Regions from separate parts of the Mus musculus genome. Here regions 2 and 3 are each linked to region 1. Evidence: chromatin contacts called from public HiChIP or PLAC-seq data. All regions are on one chromosome and are shown on one strand. Each heading gives the region's core, a stretch centred on a gene start, on an enhancer-like site or on the middle of the called end of the contact. The rest is flanking DNA. Distances are from core to core; before and after follow the strand shown. Region 1 holds the start of C530005A16Rik (RIKEN cDNA C530005A16 gene). Region 2 overlaps Pik3r3 (phosphoinositide-3-kinase regulatory subunit 3). Region 3 overlaps Pik3r3 (phosphoinositide-3-kinase regulatory subunit 3).

The links. HiChIP or PLAC-seq counts read pairs in DNA pulled down with a chosen protein or histone mark.
Region 2: a contact with region 1 is called in an H3K4me3 HiChIP or PLAC-seq map of bone marrow-derived macrophages, with 2.1 times the contacts expected there. The contact joins the enhancer-like site here to the promoter of C530005A16Rik in region 1. A contact is called at or near these places in 7 of 39 promoter capture datasets (the C10 cell line, cranial neural crest, frontonasal cranial neural crest and 4 more), 1 of 15 datasets of contacts at CTCF or cohesin (the NIH/3T3 cell line), 2 of 484 Hi-C or Micro-C datasets (growing oocytes and nephron progenitors), 10 of 115 datasets of contacts at active chromatin or transcription factors (bone marrow-derived macrophages, embryonic basal ganglia, embryonic forebrain and 6 more) and 4 of 9 other capture datasets (adipose tissue, embryonic stem cells, liver and 1 more).
Region 3: an H3K4me3 HiChIP or PLAC-seq map of bone marrow-derived macrophages shows a contact between it and region 1, with 2.8 times the contacts expected there. The contact joins the enhancer-like site here to the promoter of C530005A16Rik in region 1. A contact is called at or near these places in 6 of 39 promoter capture datasets (the C10 cell line, the HPC-7 cell line, cranial neural crest and 3 more), 1 of 15 datasets of contacts at CTCF or cohesin (the NIH/3T3 cell line) and 7 of 115 datasets of contacts at active chromatin or transcription factors (the 230-238 cell line, the NIH/3T3 cell line, the SCID.adh cell line and 4 more).

What each region holds. Positions count from the first base shown.
Region 1 is chr4:116,595,661-116,598,910 of GRCm38.p6, reverse strand. It overlaps C530005A16Rik (RIKEN cDNA C530005A16 gene), which reads left to right and starts at 1,281. Exons shown (of 3, transcript NR_029450.1): 1 at 1,281-3,069. It overlaps Ccdc17 (coiled-coil domain containing 17), which reads right to left and starts at 2,181. Exons shown (of 13, transcript NM_001037916.3): 1 at 1,954-2,181; 2 at 1,810-1,878; 3 at 1,543-1,648; 4 at 1,311-1,473; 5 at 1,148-1,231; 6 at 950-1,068; 7 at 624-737; 8 at 284-411; 9 at 86-180. The coding sequence starts at 2,124.
Region 2 is chr4:116,297,656-116,301,187 of GRCm38.p6, reverse strand. Pik3r3 (phosphoinositide-3-kinase regulatory subunit 3) reads right to left here. Exons shown (of 10, transcript NM_181585.6): 10 at 1-1,554. The coding sequence ends at 1,356. Among named protein-coding and RNA genes, the nearest start is that of Pik3r3, 78 kb to the right of the region's middle. Within about 2 kb of position 1,552, at least 19 of the 459 cell types and tissues checked have an H3K27ac peak or open chromatin away from gene starts, as enhancers often do. A contact at or near this core is called in bone marrow-derived macrophages, where this site is marked.
Region 3 is chr4:116,244,673-116,247,972 of GRCm38.p6, reverse strand. The region is part of intron 1 of Pik3r3 (phosphoinositide-3-kinase regulatory subunit 3); the gene reads right to left. Among named protein-coding and RNA genes, the nearest start is that of Pik3r3, 25 kb to the right of the region's middle. Within about 2 kb of position 1,637, at least 3 of the 459 cell types and tissues checked have an H3K27ac peak or open chromatin away from gene starts, as enhancers often do. A contact at or near this core is called in the SCID.adh cell line and bone marrow-derived macrophages, where this site is marked.

The DNA.
Region 1 (3,250 bases), core at 32-2,531:
CAGTACTTTAAGCCTGGATGGCGGTTGGTGGGTCTCCATAAATGTCAGCATTCAAAAATGCTGTGAAGGAGGGAGCAGGCCTCACCCAGGATCATAGGGTGCTGGACCTAGAACATCTGATGCAGGTAGGAGGAAGTGGAGATCCAGACCCATTTTTCTTGTCATGGTTCCATTAAGTATCTATTGTGGACAAAAGAGTTCAGTCCTACAGAACTGCAATCTGCCCATGATCCCCAAACTGCATGTCAAGCCAGCCATCAACCCCGAATGCTGTCTTTCTCACAGTCTTTGAAGTGCCATGGAAGTTCTGGGCTTTTGTGGAACTTGTAAGTTGTGGTATTGGGGGTGCAACCAGTGGAGGGAGGAGGGAGTTATCACACCTACTCAGGTGTCCGGGGAGATCCCTGGATCCTAGAAACAACAACAAAGTGGCTTGAGCTGGAGGAAGCAGCAAACTGAGTAAGTCAGAGGGAGTACAGGCTCATAAACCAAAGATACAAAGATAGCTGTATTGACAGAAACACGTTACAGACATGGACTTCATCCTCCCGACTTGGTCCCTTCACCCCTTCAGAGTTGGGTTCCCTGGGATTGTCTAGGGAGAGGCTGTATTTTTCACTGACCCCAGGGCGACAGACTCAGGACTTTCTGCTTCTGCAATGCCAGGATTTCTGCCTCCAGGAGCCTGTTTTCGGCTTCCACCGTTAGAACCTCCTCAGAGGCGGCACTTAGTTTTTCTGAGATGAATTAAAGTGATCTGTCAAGCATTATGTAGTAATCCAACTTTAAGGGTTTCTGCACAAGCCTGGATTTGTCATCTGGCAATGGGTTTTCCTTCCTTGGGCTTACGTGCCTCCCATTCTAGTGGTGCTCTCCCTCAAGCCCTTTTCTCCTTCCAACTCTAGGACCATCAGTGTAGAAACCCTCTATGATAGACCCTTTCGTTCACCCTTGCGGTTTTGCGACCGCTGCAATTCCAGGGCTGACGCTTCCACTTGCAGCTGCAATATTTTGTCCAGAACTTCTGGGTCCCGGCCTCCACCGTGCACGTAGGCTTCACGTAGGATCCTAGCAAGAAGGCAGCAGAAAGCGATCTCCCAGACTGAACAGACTCCCGATCCTGTCCACCCAGGGCCGGGGTCCTCACCGGATCTCTGCAGCCAGCGTTTCCGGGTTGAACCGCAGGGGCAGGTAACAGAATTCCACTGCCCTATGGGTGTCCTGCAGTTTTCTGGCGCAAGCAGATGATGTCACTGACCCGAGCCCAAGGCCCCGCCCGCACTCCTACCAAAGCTGGGCCGGCAACTCACCGAGGCTGAAGCTGGAGCGCCTGGAAATGCGCACCTAGCGTTTGCAGTGCTCCCCGGGTCCGGTTGGCCTCTTCCTTGAGTTCTCTGAGCTCGCGCTCCAAGTCGAATGGGCGGGGTAATCCTCCCTTGGGTCCCGCCACGCTGTGGAGGCGCCGTTTTAATTCTGAGGGACAAATGGGCAGAGTCAGGGTGAGTCCGAGCACAGCGACAGGGCCGAGTCCTTACCTCTCACCTTCGCCGCGACGCTCCAGCGCCCGGCTCTGTGCTTCTGTTTCTGCCATGCGTCTGGCGCGGGTTCCCTGCAAGACTCGCAGCCTCTCCCCAGGGCTCCCTGCAGTCTGGGAAGTGAGACCCTCAGTCGCTCGGGGACCTATTTTCTGTAGGGACAGCAACTGCACCTGCAAATAACTCGGACCCGCTATTTCTGTACTGGGTGATTTCCAGCATGTAAATCTCTACACATGTAAAGTTGAAGTTTGTAGTCATGATTGGTGTGTACCTCCTCTGTCAGCCTCTTTAGAGCAGATGTGCTGGCTTCCTGATCACGGCTCTTTTCTTGTGCCATGATCTGGTGGCGGGGAGGCAAAAAACGTAAGAATAATGATTGATGGAAAACCTACCCCTGGCCACTGGCGGCCCTTACCTTGGTGCCTCGTTTGATCGCGACTGAAGGCTGTGATTTAAGTGTTACCTCCGGAGTCAGCCGGCCAATGCAGAATCGTTTGGTGTGTGTGGCCAACAGAGCCCAGGAGCGGAAAACCATATCACAGGATTCACAGGATAAAAGTCCTGATTCCCCTGAGTAATCGGCCATGGAATGGAATCTCTTATAGACACCAGCGTCCTACAGAGGATGTGACAAAAGAGAAAAGGCGGACTGGACAGAAAAGAGAGAAAAGGGACAAAGAATAGACCAAGTCTGCTAAATCGCCAGGTCCTTCAAATGTATGTTTATGTTTGGGGAGGTGCCCTAGCTCCCTGGGCAGCGAGTACAGGCTTAGGCAGGCCTGGGCAATGTGCCTGGCCACCTTTGGGTGGGGCCCAGGTGTGAAAATGTCAGTTTGTTCCACCAATTACAGTGAGTTTGGCCAAGTATTTAATTAACTGCGGCTTTGACTTCATTGCCTATTTAGCCTCTGATAGGCAACTGTCATCTGTACCACAGCTGTTCTCTAAAATGGACAGATTTCAAGCTAGAATTCTCCACTGTAGGGAACATTTCCGCACAAGGTAAACCTCATATTAGCAGTATGTCTTTGCATAAACCCATCTTTTACAGAATTAACACACCACACAATGGAATAGTCTTTCTAATTCCCATTCTGGGACAGGAATGATCTGAACCTTTCCAGTAATGAGAACTGGGAGACCCGTTGGGGAGAATACAATTTGTCAGATGGATACTACTTGTGAGTTAAACGAGCTCTTTCTGCTGGTCAAGTTATCGTCACCTTTACACAGATCTGTAAAAGCAACGTTCATCCTCATCTCCTAGGCGAATCTATGCCTAAAATGTTTTCAGGCTCTGAGACTATTGAATAAACTCACTCTAGCTCTTCCTCAAAGCTGGCTGACTCAACTCAGCTGTTCTGTCTCAAAGTCCTCTCTGAACTGGTTCAAACCGGCTTCTCTTAGCTTCTCATTGAAGTGCTCTACTTGGTGAAGCTGCCTCTAAACTACACTCAACTGAACTAACTCCAAGATGGATTTTCCCTGCACTGCTCTTTTTTTTTTTTTTTTTAAGATTTATTTATTATATGTAAGTACACGGTAGCTGTCTTCAGACACACCAGAAGAGGGCGTCACGGATGGTTGTGAGCCACCATGTGGTTGCTGGGACTTGAACACTGGACCTTTGGAAGAGCAGTCGGGTACTCTTACCCACTGAGCCATCTCACCAGCCCCCCTGCACTGCTCTTAAGTAGCATTTCTTTCCTGAG
Region 2 (3,532 bases), core at 303-2,802, 300 kb after region 1:
CTATCTAACTTCACTTAGCTGAAGGCTTAAACCACAGCCACGGAAGCATGAGAGCAGGCTGTGTGCACTGCCTTAACAGCAGGCTCACAAAAAGGGCAAGCAGGAAAGCCTGTGGATTATTTCCCCAGATAGTCTGAACTCCACGTCATCCCCTCTTCTGGCAAACGCTTCAACCACAGTATTGAATAACATGTCATGTGATGGACCCTTCACCATGGATACCAGGCCTCATGTGCCTGTGATTTACTGAGGTCTCTGACCACAAACTCGAGTCCTCCTTTAGCTACCTATGGCTCCCTAAACCCTATCCAAAAAAGGAAGGGGAGATGAAGGCAAATTAATCCTTGTATAGTTTTGGCAAGGCTTTTAAACTTGAGGAAGCACACAACAATGTTGTTCTCTATCATTATTTGGTATATCAAGCCATCTAAAAGCACTGGATTGCACTGTTTCTTTACTCATAAAACAACTTACAAGGGTTTCAAACATTTCTTTAAAGAAACACCACACAAGCACCAACTTCATTATGACTCAAAGCTTACTATTTCCACAAAATAATTCTATTCCTCATCTGAGAAACAAGGCCAGGGCAAAAGGAAATACACTGACCAATTTTAGTGTTTGTTGAAACTCACATTTCTAGTCTTTCAAGTTTTGGTACAGAAGTGTACATTCAGCTACTACTGTCCTCCCCTTAGACCTTGGTCTGGCGATGCTGCTTTGTTGGTTTTTGAACACAGTGCTTTAGAGGGAGGAGTTGGTGAAGATGCTGAAGCCTAGATTATGTTGATAAAATTGAAGTAACATCAACTGAAGGGGTCTTTTGCCTCCTTGGTTTAGATTCTGAAAATGTAATCCCATACCTCCCTATTTTCCTTTGGTTGTTTTTCCCTCCAAACCAAATCCCACTTTACCACAGAGCCAAAATCGGCTCTTTATTTGGGGGAAAGGGGAAGAGACTATCAAATCAAAACAACTCCCAGCAGAACTGTGACCTGCTGCATTCTTAGGGTTGAGGACAAAGGGATGTGGACTCTTCAGAAACTTCCAAATAAAACCCCCACCCCAACCCACAACAAGCCTTAGCTGTTCTTTTAAAGGTGCCTGACAACAAACCCAAACCCCATGAAACCAATATCTGCTTCCAGCTTAGTCCATCAGTGCAGCAGCACAGCCGAGGCCAGAGACCCTGGGCCCCTCATTTCTAAATCCAAGCTACTGCTTGGCCTCTCCATTTCACATTCACAGAATCACTTGTGCAAAACAAGCAGTCTACGTTGAAAGAATGCCCTCATCGTAGTCTAATAAAAACCATAGGAAAAAAACGGCTAGAGAGCGTGTCTCTTCCACTCTGCTTATCTGCAGAGCGTAGGCATCTGTGCATGGACAGGGTAGGCGAGCCTGACGTTGAGGGAGTCGTTGTGCTGAACCAGGGATGTCTGCTGGTAATGGAGCACCAGCTCCTTCAGTGAGCTGTACAGGTTGTAGGGTTCTGCAAAGCCATATCCTCGAGCCGTGCTGTAGATGACACAGTGCTTCACTTCCCCGTCTGCACTGAGAGACAACACAGGAAAATACTTAAGGCATGTCCAGGAAACAGAGGAAGTCCAGAGCAATTGTTATACATAGGATCCAGGCAGAAGCATCCTGTCAATCAAACACAACTGTGCCTCTTAAAGGCTTGACTTCAGGTATGTACAACCACCACCCATGTAGGCCTACTCTCTCAGCCCTCAATTCCTGTCACTCCACATACATGTCCATTTGTTAACTCCTCCTTTGTTGATTGTTGTAGCTTACAATCATGAGTGCTGATGTCAGGTGGCAGTGCTTTGGGTTGTTTTGGGTCCTGTGCATTTCAGAGGAATTTTAGAAACTTTTTTTTAATTTCTGCAAATATTCAGCTAGGGCTGTGGGCTGTTTTTTTTTTTTAAGATTTATTTATTTATTATATGTAAGTACACTGTAGCTGTCTTCAGACACACAAGAAGAGGGCATCAGATCTCATTACAGATGGTTGTGAGCCACCATGTGGTTTCTGGGATTTGAACTCAGGACCTTTGGAAGAGCAGTCGGCACTCTTAACCACTGAGCCATCTCTCCAGCCCAGGGCTGTGGGTTTTGTTAGGATCATAATAACTATGTAGATCAACTTTATGAAGATGTTTTGGTGGAAAGAAAATCAAGTTTATTACATTTCAAGGAACTGAGTAGGTGTGACCGTGACAGGAAAACTGCCTTGGGAGTTCTTAACCTATGGGTCGCAACCCCTTTGGGGGTCAAATGACCTTTTCACAGGGGATCACTTAAGACCATCAGAAAATACAGAGATTTACATTACAATCATAACAGTGGCAAAGTTACTGTTATGAAGTAGCAATGAAGATAATTTTCTGTTTGGAGGTCACCACAAGGTGAAGCACTAGGAGAGAGCACAAATCACTGCGCTAGATATTAGCACGAGGTCATCTTCACTGCACTAGATATTAACACAAGGTCATCTTCACTGCACTAGATATTAACACAAGGTCATCTTCACTGCACTAGATATTAACACGAGGTCATCTTCACTGCACTAGATATTAACACGAGGTCATCTTCACTGCACTAGATATTAACACGAGGTCATCTTCACTGCACTAGATATTAACACGTGGTCATCTTCACTGCACTAGATATTAACACGTGGTCATCTTCACTGCACTAGATATTAACATGTGGTCATCTTCACTGCACTAGATATTAACACGAGGTCATCTTCACTGCACTAGATATTAACACGAGGTCATCTTCACTGCGCTAGATATTAACATGTGGTCATCTTCACTGCACTAGATATTAACATGTGGTCATCTTCACTGCACTAGATATTAACACGAGGTCATCTTCACTGCGCTAGATATTAACATGTGGTCATCTTCACTGTACTAGATATTAACACAAGGTCACCTTCACTGCACTAGATATTAACACGAGGTCATCTTCACTGCACTAGATATTAACATGAGGTCATCTTCACTGCACTAGATATTAACATGTGGTCATCTTCACTGACCAAACTCTCAACTTCTTTTAATCACGTTTCTCAGATAATCATTGTATAACTCATATTTGTTTAGTTCCTAGGCAATTCATAATTTTAAGTGGCATGTCACCTCACTTTGGGTTTTATTACTAGTACACAGAAATATACTATTTTATAAACTGGGCATGGTAGCACCCAACTCTAGAGAAGTAAAGGCCTGAGTATCAGAAACTCAGGGTCATAATCAGAAACACGACAGATGTGAGGCCTGCCTCAGGTACATGAGATCCTACCCAAGAGTAAATACAAGAAAAGTAAGTAAGTATATCTGTATATATGTATATATCTATATGGATATATATGTTTACACATACACATGTATTCATATTTACACATGTACGCATATGTATAATACACACACACATATACAGAGAAAGAGAGTTATGTAACCTGCAGCCTCTATAAACCCATTTTAACTCTTCCTTTCCAATTATGATGTCTTTTTAT
Region 3 (3,300 bases), core at 388-2,887, 350 kb after region 1:
AAATCTGGGGATTTTGGCCGGGTGGGAGTGGTGCACACCATGAATCCCAGCAGATTAATGGGAGGCAGAGGCTGGCAGATCTTTGTGAGTTTGAGGCCAGCCCTGTCTACAGAAAAAGCACAAGGATACCCAGGGCTATACACAGAAACTCTGTCTAAAAAACCAAACAACAACAATCTGGGGATTTTGGTTGTAGTAGTTTTGGTTGCACTTGCCTAGTTTGTATGAAGCCTTGGGTCAATCGCCAACACCAAAGGTGGGCAAGCATGACAAAGGATAACAAGTGTTCCACATGGCAGCTAACAACTGTTACTCCAATTTCAGAGAATCCAACACCCCCTTCTGGCCTTCATGAAAGCATGTGCAAAGCAAAGACAAACATATAAGCAAAATACCCACGTAAAATAAAAATCAATAAAGATAACAACTGTTTGCAAAATTATGGTAGTTAAGAAAAAAGAAAGAATAACCATATGACCCAATAGTCAAAAACCAAAAGCAGAATGATATGATCTAACAATTCTACTCTATTTTCATGAAATCAAGTGTTAAGAAGAATACTGTACCCTTGTGTTTGTCATAGCTTTTTTTTTTTTTTTTTTTTTTTTTTTTGGTTTTTTGAGACAGGGTTTTCTCTGTATAGCCCTGGCTGTCCTGGAACTCACTCTGTAGTTTGGAATTCCGAACTTGGAAATCTGCCTGCCTCTGCCTCCTAAGTGCTGGGATTAAAGGCATGCACCACCACTACCCGGCTTCTCATAGCATTTATTCATAAGAAATACAATCTAAATATAAATCAATTCACAAATAGATAAAGCATGGCATTATGTAAAATAAAATATTGTTTGGCCATTAAAAGGGGGTGGGCATCAGGCATGGTGGTGCATGCCTTTCATCTCAGCTTTAAGGAGGCAGAGGTAGTCAGAGCCCTCTAAGTTTGAGGCTAGACTAGTCTACATAGTGAGTTTCAGGACTGTGAGGAGACACAGTGAGACCCTGTCTCAAATATAAGTTGGGGGAGAAGGAGGGATAGGCCTGCAGTTAGGAGTGCGTGGTGCTCTTACAGAGGACTGGATTCTCAACAACCACACCAAGTACTCCAAGGTCATTTTGACATATACACACAAACACACACACACACACAATTTAAAATAAAACTACTACCTTGTTTTTGAGAGCTGGAGCAATTTTCTTAGCAGTTAAGAGTATTTGTTACTCTTTTAGAGGACTCTGCACCCAGTTCAATCCCCAGCATGCACATGGTGGCTCTGTAACTCCAGGTGCAGAGAATGCAATGCTCTCTTCTAGCTACTCTAAACACAAGGCAAAACACCATATACATAAAAGAGAAAAAATAAATCTAAACAATTTTTTAATCTTTAAAAATGTGTAGAGGGTGCTGGGCAGTGGTGGAGTGCACCTTTAATCCCAGCATTCAGGAGGCGGAGGCGGGCAAATCCCTGTGAGTTCAAAGCCAACCCGGTTTACAGAGCAAGTTCCAAGACAGCCAAAGCTACACAGAGAAACACTATGATTCATGGCATGAAAATAGAAAAATGTGAAATAAGCAAGACACAGAAAGACAAATGCAGAATGATTTCATATACATGTAAAATAGTAAGATGTTGATCTACAGTCCTTCCACTTGAGAGGCAAGGAAGCAGGATCTCAAATGCAGGGTCACCCTGAGCTATGTAGAGATCCTTTCTACAAACAAAAACAAAAACAAAAACAAAACAAAACAAAATCGGGGGCTGGAGAGATGGCTCAGCAGTTATGAGCACTGACTGCTCTTAACTGAGTTCCAACTCCAGCAACCACATGGTGGCTCACAACCATCCGTAATGAGATCTGGCGCCCTCTTCTGGGGTGCCTAGAGACAATTACAGTGTACTTACATATAATAATAAATAATCTTTAAAGAAAAAAAAGTGCCTGGCAAACACAGAAGTGGATGCTCACAGTCAGCTATTGGATGGATCACAGGGCCCCCAATGGAGGAGTTAGGGAAAGTACCCAAGGAGCTAAAGGGATCTGCAACCCTATAGGTGGAACAACAATATGAACTAACCAGTACCCCCAGAGTTTGTGTCTCTAGCTGCATATGTATCAAAAGATGGCCCTTGGTCTTGCAAACTTTATATGCCTCAGTACAGGGGAACGCCAGGGCCAAGAAGTGGGAGTAGGTGGGTAGGAGAGTGGGTGGGCGAGGGTATGGGGGACTTTTGGGATAGCATTTGAATTGTAAATGAAGAAAATATCTAAAAAAAAGTGGGAGATGGCGGGTTGGAGATGAAGCTCAATGGTAGAGTACTTACTTGCCTGTCATGCTCAAGACCATGGGCTGGAAAAGGTAGAGAGATTTTTTTTTTAACATAAATCTCTTTAACCTGATCTAAGCATTAAGATAGATATCATATGGTATCCAACATATGTATACAGTTTTCATGTATAGCTTAAAAATAATTTTAAAATATACATATATATGTATATGTATGTATATATATATATATATATATATATATATATATATATATATATATATATGAATGAAGGCTAACAAGAGTTTTCTCTGAGGCTTTCCTATTTATTTATTCAATTATTTATTTATTTTGGTTTTTTTTTTTTTGAGACAGGGCTTCTCTATGTAGCCCTGGCTATCCTGGAACTCATTCTATAGGCCAGGCTGGCCTGGAATTCACTAGCAAGCTCCCTGTTCTTTTGTCACTCCACTGTGGGGAAAACCCCAAAACCCTGTTTCTATTATTACTATGCCACAGCTTCTGAATTCTCCTGAAGGAAATTACAACAGTTTAGAAAATCATGCCACTTCCAATTTATAGTTTCTAATGGTAACTGAGATTACTATTTTGTTAGCAATTTATCCACATGCCTCTAAGCAGTGACCTTTCCATCCCACAGAGTGGCCAATGGTCACTCTAATCTGATCCCAGGAAGATATACTCCAAGATCTCAAATGAATACCTAAAGCCATAGATAACATCTGAATCTAATAGAAACTATCTTCTCCTGTACATATATACCTATGACAAAGTTAAACTTATAAACTAAATGTATGAGATTAAGAAAATACAAAAATTACAATATACTGTTAATAAAAAGGTTTTATGAATGTGGTTTCCCTTGGAATATCTTATTATGCTTTATCCACCCTTCCTCTAATGCTGTGCGATGACGGCACAACGCCTAAATGATGGGGTAAAGGGTGGTAACTGAGGAAGGCATAGCGTTACAGGGTTAGGCTATGATAGAAGGGTTAAACGAACATAAGCCCAGAGA